Regions from separate parts of the Sus scrofa genome. Here region 1 is linked to region 2. Evidence: chromatin contacts called from public HiChIP or PLAC-seq data. All regions are on one chromosome and are shown on one strand. The core of a region is the stretch at or near the end of the contact, and the rest is flanking DNA. Distances in the headings are between cores, read along the strand shown. Region 1 overlaps ZBTB20 (zinc finger and BTB domain-containing protein 20). Region 2 holds the start of ZBTB20 (zinc finger and BTB domain-containing protein 20).

Region 1 (5,819 bases), core at 2,929-5,428, 48 kb after region 2:
TTTTATTTATTTATTTTTATTTTTATTTATTCATTTGTTTGTTTGTTTTTGCATTTTAGGGCTGCACCTGTAGCATATGGAAATTCCCAGGCCTGGGGTCGAATCAGATCTACAGCTGCCAGCCTACACCACAGCCACAGCAGTGTAGGATCTGAGCCATGTCTGCGACCTACACCACAGCTCACAGCAACCCCAGATCCTTAACCCATGGAGCGAGGCCAGGGATTGAACCTGCAGTCTCATGGATCCTAGTCGGTTTCATTAACCATTAAGCCATGAAGGGAACTCCCTATATTTATTTTTTTTAATTTCATTTTTAGCTTTTTGAGGGAAGAGCAGGAAGTTTAAGGAGATACATTACATGGGACATTACATTAAATAGTGGCAAGATTATTTGCTTACACTAATATTGTTCATACGCCTGTCCCTCACCAGCCTGTCAAGTCTTCACAAGCAGAAACTACATTACACGTATTATCTTCATTTTTCTCCCTCAAGTATGGTATATGGCACAAATGGGCACAAAATAAATACACATTCAGATAATGCAAAAAGATCGAGTAGGTAAATTCTTTCTTGTAGAACTAGACATTACTATAAAAGTCTTTAGAATATGTCTCTAAATAACTCAAAGTTAAACCGAACTGCCTAAAATCATTTAATATTATTCAGCATCTCTTACAAATCGTGTATAATTAAATTCTTGCTTTTTCTATGCTTTTCTCAGGCTATGGGAAACAGGAATTTCTTATTGTATTTTGTTTATTATTTATTTAGTTCTTTAAACATTTATTTGGATGTAATATTTGATACTTGAACTAAGGAACCCATAGAAATTGTGTATTTTTTTTTTCTTTTTTAAATACAGGGAATTCTGGAGAATAATCTATGAGAACTATAGATAATGCAAATAGGCTTTATGAATTGATAGTTACTGATTACAGGTTATTTTCCAGTGTAAGCAAATGGAAGCACATGTTTATGGACATTTGGTAACAAAGAAAACTGATTGAGTGGATTAGGTAAACTTAAATGGAGTTGCTAGATTCTCAACCCAAATGCATTGAGAGCTCTGGGTGTAAATTAGAAGGGCAGACTTACACTATACTGTGTTAGTAAGCAAGGTATGAGGAATCATCAGGCTGTATTACAACTGACTCAACCACAGAGTTTTATGGCTAGATGAAGCCTGAGCTAGCATTAGATATTGGAAGACAATATAATACAGGAATTAAGCACATGATCTCTAAACTAGACAGGTTGAGTTCAAATTACTGCTATGCTGTGTGATCTTGGACAAATACTTAACCTCTCTGTTTCTTCACCTGGGAAAGGCAACTGAAAACAATCTCTACCTCGTAGGATCATTATTAGGATTAATGAGTTAATAAATGCAAAGTACTTAGAACAGTACCCAGCACATAGTAAGGACTTAATCATTAACTATCATTGCAATCATTATTATGTTAACCAGTTCAGTTCCTTCCTTTTAAATTAAATTTTATTTATTTATTTTTTATGAAAAAGAGGATGATTACATGACCTGAGCAGGTTACACAAACTACTCATGGTGACACTAGTACTAAAACCAGTTTTTAACTCCCACTTTAGGATTTTTCTACAGGATGAAATTGCTCCATGGCATGTCAACATATTAAGCAATATAATAACTTTATAACTTCAGAGTCTGATGGTCAATTAGGTTTACTGTTTCACATGGTGTTATGGTTAACTTACAATACATAGGTTTTGAATCCCATCAGGGAAAGGATTTCTCAAACTCTAGAAAGTACTAAGAATGTATCATTTATTGTGCTTGGAATATAGTAAAATGTGCAGATATGGAGAAAGTGGTGAGTTGTGCATTTTTCACTAAGACAAAATATCTGTTTTTCTTTTTTAAAATTCAACTAGCTAGGTATTCTTTAGAAAAGGTGAATAGCCTTCATGGTCCTTTACACTCCTTTTAACTCCTGCTGGTAGAAATCAAATACTGTCTTCTTATTCCCCTTGGGTTAAAACAAACTAAACAAAACAAAAATACCTAGAACCCTGGTTTTAAAAGTCAGGACATACTAATATCTAATTTGAGTCAGTCTGTCAAATTGTATGGCTTGTGTGCTTTTTTAAGTGGCATTTTTCTTCATACATTTGAACAAAGCTTCAGAGAAACAGTAGGGCAATAGTAGAAAATCAGAATTGCTAGGCTGATCAGGAGGGGGCAAGATGCATGCTGGTACTTTAGGCACACTAAGGGAGTCTTAGAAAGGATTTTCTCAAGACATGTGACCAAAAGTAGGGGTCTGTTACATTCCCTTTCCTGTGTGTCTGTGCCGTCTTTATTAAGCAACTACCCTTGAGAGGAGTACAACACTTGCGGTACCAGAGAATTAGAATTTGTGGCTTACAGTGAGAATGGAGTGTCTGGACTCTTGGTTTCTTGCTATAATTTTCCCAGGACAGTTTGAGTATGTGTGGCCAGACATCACCTTCTAATTCCTATGCTATGGATTATTTACCCTTAAAAATAGCTAAAACGATACTGATTTCTGTTCTGAACATGACCCAAGATTTAATTGACATTCTAAAAGGTTTTTGTGAATCAGGTGAAGATGTAGTTAATCTACAAGTTGTATATTAAAGACATTAAGTTATTTTATTAACTGAAAACTGACTTTCAAATGAAGGAATTGATGCTCATAGTTAAGCAGCTTTGCTTATACGAAGAACACATCCTAATTTTTGAAGCATGGTAAAACACTAAACCATATAAAAAGGATGATTTTACAATTAATATACTTAATTATTGGTCCCCAAATGCAGGGTTTGAATTAGTCAGAATCAATCACATTTTTCATTTTTATGTAATTTTATTTAGAATATTTAACCTCTATTATAATGTTTCTAAATCCCCTCTAAAGGACATACAGCTCAAACTGTATAGAGATATTTTAAGAAAGGTGACTGTCTGGGTAGACATGAAGAGTCTAGTTTTAAAAAACTGGGGGACAAGGAGAAGGGCTGGAAACTAGTTCTGTTTTCTGATCTTTATAATTCTATAGCTGTAAATATATCACTATGGGAGAAAAGGCACCTGGGAGTGGGGAAGGGGGTAAGGAAACGTGATGGTGTGAAGAATGCAATATCAGCATTACTTTGGTTCTGGCATGTAGAAAAAAAAAAATGATTAGAGGCATCAGACAAAGAAAAACAGTTTTTTTTTTTTTCTTTTAGGGAAGCTTTATTTAGAAGCATTGATTATTTTTATTTTTTCCTCCTAATAAAAGAATGAGGAGTTTCTGCTATGGTTTCAGATCCATATTCTTTGAAATCTTGTGATGGAAGGTCTTTACGAGATTTATTTCTGTTGTAACACTGTGTACTATATGCATTGCACCTGTTCACACAGAGCACGTTGCATTGTAATGTTTGTACAGATAGATGCTTCAAATAAGAAACCAATCTGCTTTCTTCTAGAGTACCAATCTATTAGTTACTTAATTAAACTTAATTCCGTTTTTGTGTGCAGTTTCGCTTATGGTCTTGATTTATTTACTGAGCAATGATTTCTTCTCTGCAATTATCAGTTTGTCTGAGATCAGTTTTCCTATTGTATGGAGTCTGTTTCTTTCAGAGCCTCCTTTAAGACTGCTCTGACTTCAAAATCATTACTAGGCTTTTGTCAGAGCAGATTTGTTGACACTCTTTTCACATTAAAAAAAATTTTAAAGATTGCACAAATAAGCTGTGTATTTCACTATTTCCTGCTAATATGCAAAAAATGTATTTATGATAATTACATGTACTGTGTGCCAGAACTGAAACAATACATTCCTCATAATGGAGCATAAATAAAGAAGGTGGAGCCAGCTGCTCTTAAACTGTTTATTTGCAAGCAGTAATGATATAGAGAATATACCTTTTTTCACTCTGTTAGTCTGGCAATACTGAACCTGTTGCTGCATTAGACGAGTTGCATTTTGCTGGATAGGGGAAGGAGGGCTGTCTGCTGTCTGGTAGGAGGGCTTTGTCTGTGCCTTTCTCTCTCTGTTTCTTTCTGTTTTTCTTTCTCTCTGTCTCCTCTTCTCTCTCACTCGCTTGCTTGCTCTGTCTCTGTCTCTCTCTCCCTCTCTGCCCCCCCTCTCCCTCCCTCTCTCTTGCTCTCTCTCTCTCTTCCCGTCTCTGTGGTTTGTAAGGTAGGTTGCAGTGTGTGTATATACACAACATCAAGAGCAGGAAAATGGACTCATTAGGGAGGCAGGCAGTCATTACCACTCACACTGTACTTCCAGGGAGACACCGATTATGAGAAGAGAAACTCAGCGCTGGGGAAGAAGGTAGGGCAGACAACTTTCATAAAAAAAAAAATCCTGCTCCCTCAATCCCCCCTCTACCTATCATCTCCTTTAGCCCCAAATGCTTTTATTCTTTCTACCTTGAATTTTAATTTCCAGATTTAAGTTTGACATAGCTATTGCTAGCTTAAATTTGGAACATCTATAGGAGGCCTATCCTCTACTAATTTTTTTCCTACTTATTTAAGGGTGTGCCCTTGTGATTTAGTTTAATTACTTTAAAAATAATTACAAACAAACCTATTTTTCTCACTAAAGTGCCAAATAAATCAGAATCTTTCACTCTTTTATAACAGACCCCTCCGTATGTTTGTTAGTCTCTTTGCTTTTCTTGTCTATGCAATTCCATCTGTCTGTCTATATATCATGTTGTCCTTATTTATTGCTAACTGGTTTTGTTAGTTATGTGCCAATGAGTTTTAGCTGCAGTGACAGTGTGTGGGTATTACTAAAGTGAGACTCTTGTTCTTTGTTTTACATTGAAGTTTAAAGTCCATATGTACAGTTTAAATCCTTGAAGCAGGTTGAATACTTTTTGCCAGTGTATTTATTTGGTGGCATTGGCCATAAGGTGAGGGGTTGTCCACTCAGGGTGGGTAAAAATCTAGTAATTATTTTTATTATTACACACTCTTCTATATTACATCTAGGGGTGTGTTTTGAAAGGAATAAGGTACTCAGTTTTGTAACTTTTATTTTGCAGATGGACTTTTACATTTATAGGGATATCACTGGTTAGTAAGAATGCAAACTTTCTTAACAAGCAGTTTTTATCCTAGGACAGTTTCCTTTTAGTCTGTTACTGTTTATTTATGCTTGGGGAGGGAGGAGTAGGGGGCTGGCCATCTTTTTACAAAGTGGAAGCTATGAAGTGTATCAGGCCATCTTGTGCAACAACTGTAAGTATTCATTTAACATTTCGGCGACTATAAATAAGGTATTTGTTATTTCAAACATAGTTTTGAGGTGCTTTCTTTTTCCTTTATTATTTACTTTTCTTTTTTATGTTGGGAAAAGTTGTATTCACAACTAGCTGACATTGTTGAAGAGTTTTCCCAGAACAGTGCTCTTCAAAATTCAAAGTAGTTAAATAGGTCCATTTGAAATGGTCTCCTAATGGAGTTTTATTTAGATTTGTCTGAAAGTAAAACTGCTATTCATTTGATAAAAATTAAGTCAGGTGGTAAGATATGCAAATGTTTTCAGCATGCACATTGGCAATGATAGAAAATGGATGCTAATCTATAGAGATCTTTGATAATAACAATCACCTTTTTCATAATAAATTATTTATTTACTAGAAGTGGCAGACTTTTTTTTTTTCCTTCTTCTTCTTCTTCTTTTTTTTTTTTAATTCCATTAGGCCTCTCTGACAACACAAAGAAGTCCATAAAGCAATATTCTTAACCCACCTGGGACGCTAGAGCAGATTCCCAAACACATTCTCAAGGTTCAAACATAGCA
Region 2 (5,179 bases), core at 1,550-4,049:
GGAATTCAGCTACAATGGAGTGCTCATATTAGACTAATTCTGTGTCAGAAACAATAAAAGCTGAATAAAATATATATAAATGTTTGAAGACAATTATTTCAGACAGGGTTTAAGGGGCTATGATTCCTGAGAGAAGGGAAGCACAGGAAGGGCTCTAAAGTCAATCTGGCCCTTTCCCTGAGACATTTCTAATTCATGAAGTGAGGGGATACGGTCTGGCTAGAAAGCTACAGGCTCACTGGGAAGAGGCAAGAGAAGACAGGGTTTGACTCTGCCAAAGTGACTGAAGCTTGAGGGGCAAAATTTCAGAGGAAGGAGTGACAGAAGTCTGAAACTCTACATTTGATTTCTCTTTATGATTTTATAAGCTGTAAATGAACACCAGTGGATCATATACACTGATCACTAATATTCAATTAGAGTATTTTACATTGCTTTCCTAATGCCTCATCTTTATAACCCTATTAGCTCTCATGTACAGATATTGAACAATAGCTTTAAAGACTTGCTGCAAAGAATGAGCTTTATAAAGTACTTGGAGGGTGTGGCCATTGTACTTCAGAAAAGTTGTGGAATTAAACTATTTAAACACCTTTGTTAAATTTTACTGAATTTTCACATGTGAAGCTAGTTATTTTGTATGGAATACTTACTACAGTCACTACATCACTTTTTTTGCTAAGATTTATACATAAATCCTAAAATGTTTTGGCTTCCAGACTCAACAGAAATTTGTACATTTTACTGGTCTTCAAATTTGACATCTGATGCAATAATTTTGTGGATCTAAAACTCTTATACATATACTCCTCAAAAGATAGATGTAATGGTATTTATGAGGTCAAGGCTTTACACATTTTTTTTTTTTTCACTAGGGCCAATTTATTTTGCTTAGGTTCTGCTAAAGACCACTAATTAAAGCCAGGCATCTGTACACTTCCTTACAAAAGCTGGGTTTAGCAAGAATCCTCCCTCCCCAATCATCCTAGATTCCATCATCCCCAAGGTAATGTCTGATCACCCTGATCTGTCTTCAGCAAGAATCCTACTAGGTTGGTTTAGCCAAAATTTCCTCTTACCTCTAATATTTCCTCTTATCAATTTTCCTTCTACTGACCCTCACCTTGTTTCTTAGCTAAAGTTCCCACTTACCCCCTCTAAACATGAGGGTGAGCCCAATCTACCTGTTCTGCAAAATCTAAATGCAAAGATCCTAGCCATAGCTATCTCAATGGTCCTGAATAAAGTCTGCCTAACTATCTTTAACAAGTATCATGAATTTTTTCTTTAAGGCAGGCTGGATGTCCCAAGGAAGCCTAAGATAAAATTCAGAGGACTTGAGTTTATTGGAAATAACACATCAAAAGCATGTCCCATAAAAAAAATTATTTTCACATTGCAAATATATTTTTGTACATATGGCATTCTTAATGAAGTCTCTTATTTTGTGATAAATTATTTCTGAATTCCCTAATTATGGCAATTTTTTATTCTGCAGATTTATTTATTTATTTATTTTTTCATTTAGTCCTTTTTAGGAATCTTTCCTGAGCTTCCTGCCGGCTTTAAGCTTCATTCTTTTTTTTTTTTTTTTTTTTTCCCCCTAATGCCTGGGTACTGGACCAACTCTTGGTAAGAATATGTCTCTGGGAAGTGCTATGTTGAGTGACAAATGGATGAGGATGAAGGTTTTACTGAAGCATCTGACCCGCATTTAATTTTCCGTGTTGCTTTATTTGTTCCTTCGGTTTACCCCTCAGGATATTCAATTTTGTAGGCTCCGGTTGGGTCGTAGGTACTTCAGGCGTTTAGTAATCTGCTTTTCCCGCTAGAATAATATCCTCATTTATATTAAGGGCAGCTTACTCCAAACTGTTTTACATAGTATTTTTCTAAACCTCCTGAACGAACACATTTTCCCATTGAGCACTGGCACTGCTTCAGCGGCCTCTGGTGACCTCCCGGCTTGGCAACCTGCACCCCACTCCTCAGGAATCAAGCCTGACCCAGCGTGGCCTTGAGCGCCGCCGCCTCGGCAGACCCTCTCTCCCGTTTTCTCTCACACCGCCCCTCATCCATATTTCTCCTGCCGCCTCAGCTGTCGGCGACAGAGACACCCCGCTTCTCGCCTCCCGTGGCTACCCCCCCGCCAGCCTGCCGCGCCAGACAGCGGGTAACCGCCGCCTCCGCTGGGGCATCCCGGCTCCATAGGCCTAGAGCGCTCCAGACACCTGCCTCTCACTGGCCAACGCCGCTGCCCCTCACGCGGCAGCCCCCTCGGCAATTGGCCCCCGGCCGTCCCTCGTCATCTTCGTCCTCGTCTCGAGTCCCGCCTCCGTCGCCGGGTCATTTAAGTTTATCACAAATAAATAAATAAAGGAGGAAATAGAAATGCGTAGAAAGTAAAAGCAGGCGGGAGGGGGCAGGGGCGTGGAGAAAAAAAGGAGGATCGGAGGAGTAGACAACCACACTTGATCGTGTTTGTGTTGACCAATCATGGCTCACTCCAGTCCGGTCTGACGGGCTCTCTCAACCAATAGAATCCCATCTCTCGGATCACTGAACAACGAGATATGACTGACCTCTCCAGAGTGGGCGAATGTGCGGCAGAGGTGGGGGGGAAGTGGGAAGATTGCTGACCAATTGCCTGTTAACAGTTCTCTGAGCGAAGTTTCCGTGCCCCAATGGGTGTCTGAGATAGCGGATTGGGCCTTTTCTAGTCCAATCGAAGGTGGTAGAGATGAGGGAAGAGGCAATGGGGGCGGGGACAGGTGAGGGGAGGAGGAAGAGTGTATTTTGTTTATGGGCGGCAACTTCACGAGGGGCGTCCCATTCTTATTGGCTCACTGAAGCCAAGAGTGGCATTAGGGAAACCGAATAGTAGGAAAAGATAGAGGGTTCGCGGCGTGAGGCGGCCAATGTGGGCTTTTTGCCGAAGAAGTAGGGGCGGGGGAAGTTTAGGAGTTGAGGAAAGAAGATTAAAGAGCGCGAGGAGGTAACGCCAAAAACTCTAATTTGTTGTGGGGCTGGCGGGCGGGAGGGAGGGGTGTGTGCATGCCGTGGGGGACCAGGCGTCTGCGAGGCGCTAGGAGTTGGGGGTGGCGGGACGGGAAAGGAGGGGCGCGGGGTGGGGTTGGGGGAGCGAGTTAGAGTGGCGAGCTCGCGGGCCGTTGGCGGGCCAAGCGAACGCCCCCTCCCCCAGGCGTCCCCCCTCCGCGCCCCCTTCCCCCGGGCGCCCCTCCTCGCTCCAAGCGGCTGCGGCGGCCTCGCCCGACCAGGCGCGGAGGGAGGGAGCGCGGGAGGGTCCGGGGTCCTAGGGCGGGCGGGGCGTCCCGCAGCTGGAAACGTGTCTTCTGCCTTCTTCTCTCTACTCCCCGCGCCTGGAGCTGCCGCTTCCAAGAAGAGGAGCTGAGGGGGACTAGCCGGGGCTCAGGAGCTGCTAGAGGCGCCCGCTTGTCTTCCGTCCCCTCCCTCCTCGCCCTTCCCCACTTGCCGTGGCTCTGGCGGTCTCTGGAGCGTCTTCAGAGAACTGGGGGGCGGGAGGGGTCCTGGCCCCAGAGCCGCTGGACGCCCCTCAAGACGCGGGAGCTACCGGCCGCCGCCTGCTTCGCTGCTGCGACTGTAGAGGAGGGGGCTTGGGAAGGGAAGACACACCTTTCCTTCTTTCTCTCTTCCTTTGGGCCCCTTTGGAAATATTAAAATATGTTTGCTCTTTTTCATAGCTGAGATAAAATGGTTGGATGCTTTTTGAAAGTTTAAAAGAAACGCACTCTCTTTTACATTGTTTAATGCATTTCTGTCCGGGTGGCGTTCTGGTCACCTCCCACCACCCGCCTCATGCCCCGCCCCTCCCGAAGCTGTTATCCTTTTTAAGGATGCTGAAGAGGCAGGAGGAAGGGATTTTCTAAAAGTTATATTGATAAACACACTTGCACAAACATATGCTAGGCACACACATAAACTATAAACATTAGCGAAAAACACAATATGGCGTACAGCTACGCTACCTAGCACGGTAATCCGCTGATCTCTTAACGCTGAACCCAGTTGAATGGGGTCAGTAGCAGGGTGACAGTTTTCCAATAAAAATTTGAATGAACCAGGAAGTAATTAAAGCCTGTTCGTTAAGTACTGGCCTCAAAAATCACCATTGGCCCAAGCAAAGTTAAACTTGTTAATCTTCTAGACACGTGAAAATTGTATTAACTACTTCTTACCCTTAAGAAAAGCCAAAATGTCGCTAAAGTGCAGTTTTCTCACTGCGTGGTCATGTGTAAATTTCAGCTAAGGAAATTAGCAGAGACCACTCATTCTCCCAATATTTTCAAACAAGTTCTGTTCTAAAGTTAGCTGTTCTTGTTGCCACTGAAAGTTTTAAACCATGAATAATAGGACCACTTTGTAAATTCTCAAGCTTTACACATTAATCAGTTATCATCAACAGTTTCATAAATGATTTATTTTCTTATCTGTTGCTCCTAATCCCATGTACTCTGCTGTCATTTGGGAATTGTTATAGTCTTCCACCCTGCTACACCCCAACCCCACATTTGACAAGTACAATTTTGGCTATCTGTATTTCTGTTTTTTGATTAGGCAGTTCTGTATTTCTAGGAAAAGTTCAATTTTTTTAATGCCCTTGTTTGCTCTTGTTATTCTTAATCAGAATATATCTAGTTGAGGCACAGATAGTGTGTGGTGATACCACTTACTGTGCCCTCTTCAGAGTAGTCTCTCAAGAAAGTTTTTGAAATTGTCCTTGAAGAATTGCTTTGTTACTCATTGTTAAGTGCTCAAGTATTCTTAACACTGGGGATGTGATTTCCTTTGAGCTCAATTTTGGAGGGCTTTAGGCCTCAGAATACATGATGCTCAAATAAAAGGTGAGATGAATAAAAGTGAGTTTTCTAGAAATATAATAACCTGCTCAGTCAATCTAGCAGTTGGGTATTTTTGGTTTTGTGATTTCAGATCTCACAGACCAGTGGAATAAAGGCCTTTTGCATATGAGGATCAGGTGACAAGTTAACTGGCTACCAACCTCCAAAGCAATTCGCCCTTTCATGGTGAGGTCCCAATTTTAACAGACTAAAGAAAGAGGTTTAAGACTAAAAATGTCAAGTTATATCCATTTTTAGGAAGAAGTCTTTATGCTTACCTGCCTTAAGATGCCAGCATT

The links. HiChIP or PLAC-seq counts read pairs in DNA pulled down with a chosen protein or histone mark.
Region 1: a contact with region 2 is called in an H3K27ac HiChIP or PLAC-seq map of skeletal muscle. The contact joins the enhancer-like site here to the promoter of ZBTB20 in region 2. A contact is called at or near these places in 2 of 5 promoter capture datasets (fetal liver and liver), 18 of 47 Hi-C or Micro-C datasets (brain, embryonic fibroblasts, epiblast stem cells and 8 more) and 2 of 2 datasets of contacts at active chromatin or transcription factors (alveolar macrophages and skeletal muscle).

The regions. Positions count from the first base shown.
Region 1 is chr13:144,899,428-144,905,246 of Sscrofa11.1, forward strand. All of the region lies in intron 2 of ZBTB20 (zinc finger and BTB domain-containing protein 20), which reads left to right. Among named protein-coding and RNA genes, the nearest start is that of ZBTB20, 47 kb to the left of the region's middle. Within about 2 kb of position 4,179, at least 52 of the 83 cell types and tissues checked have an H3K27ac peak or open chromatin away from gene starts, as enhancers often do. A contact at or near this core is called in alveolar macrophages, brain, fetal liver and 5 more, where this site is marked.
Region 2 is chr13:144,853,022-144,858,200 of Sscrofa11.1, forward strand. ZBTB20 (zinc finger and BTB domain-containing protein 20) reads left to right here and starts at 2,800. Exons shown (of 10, transcript XM_021071270.1): 1 at 2,800-2,995; 2 at 4,972-5,066.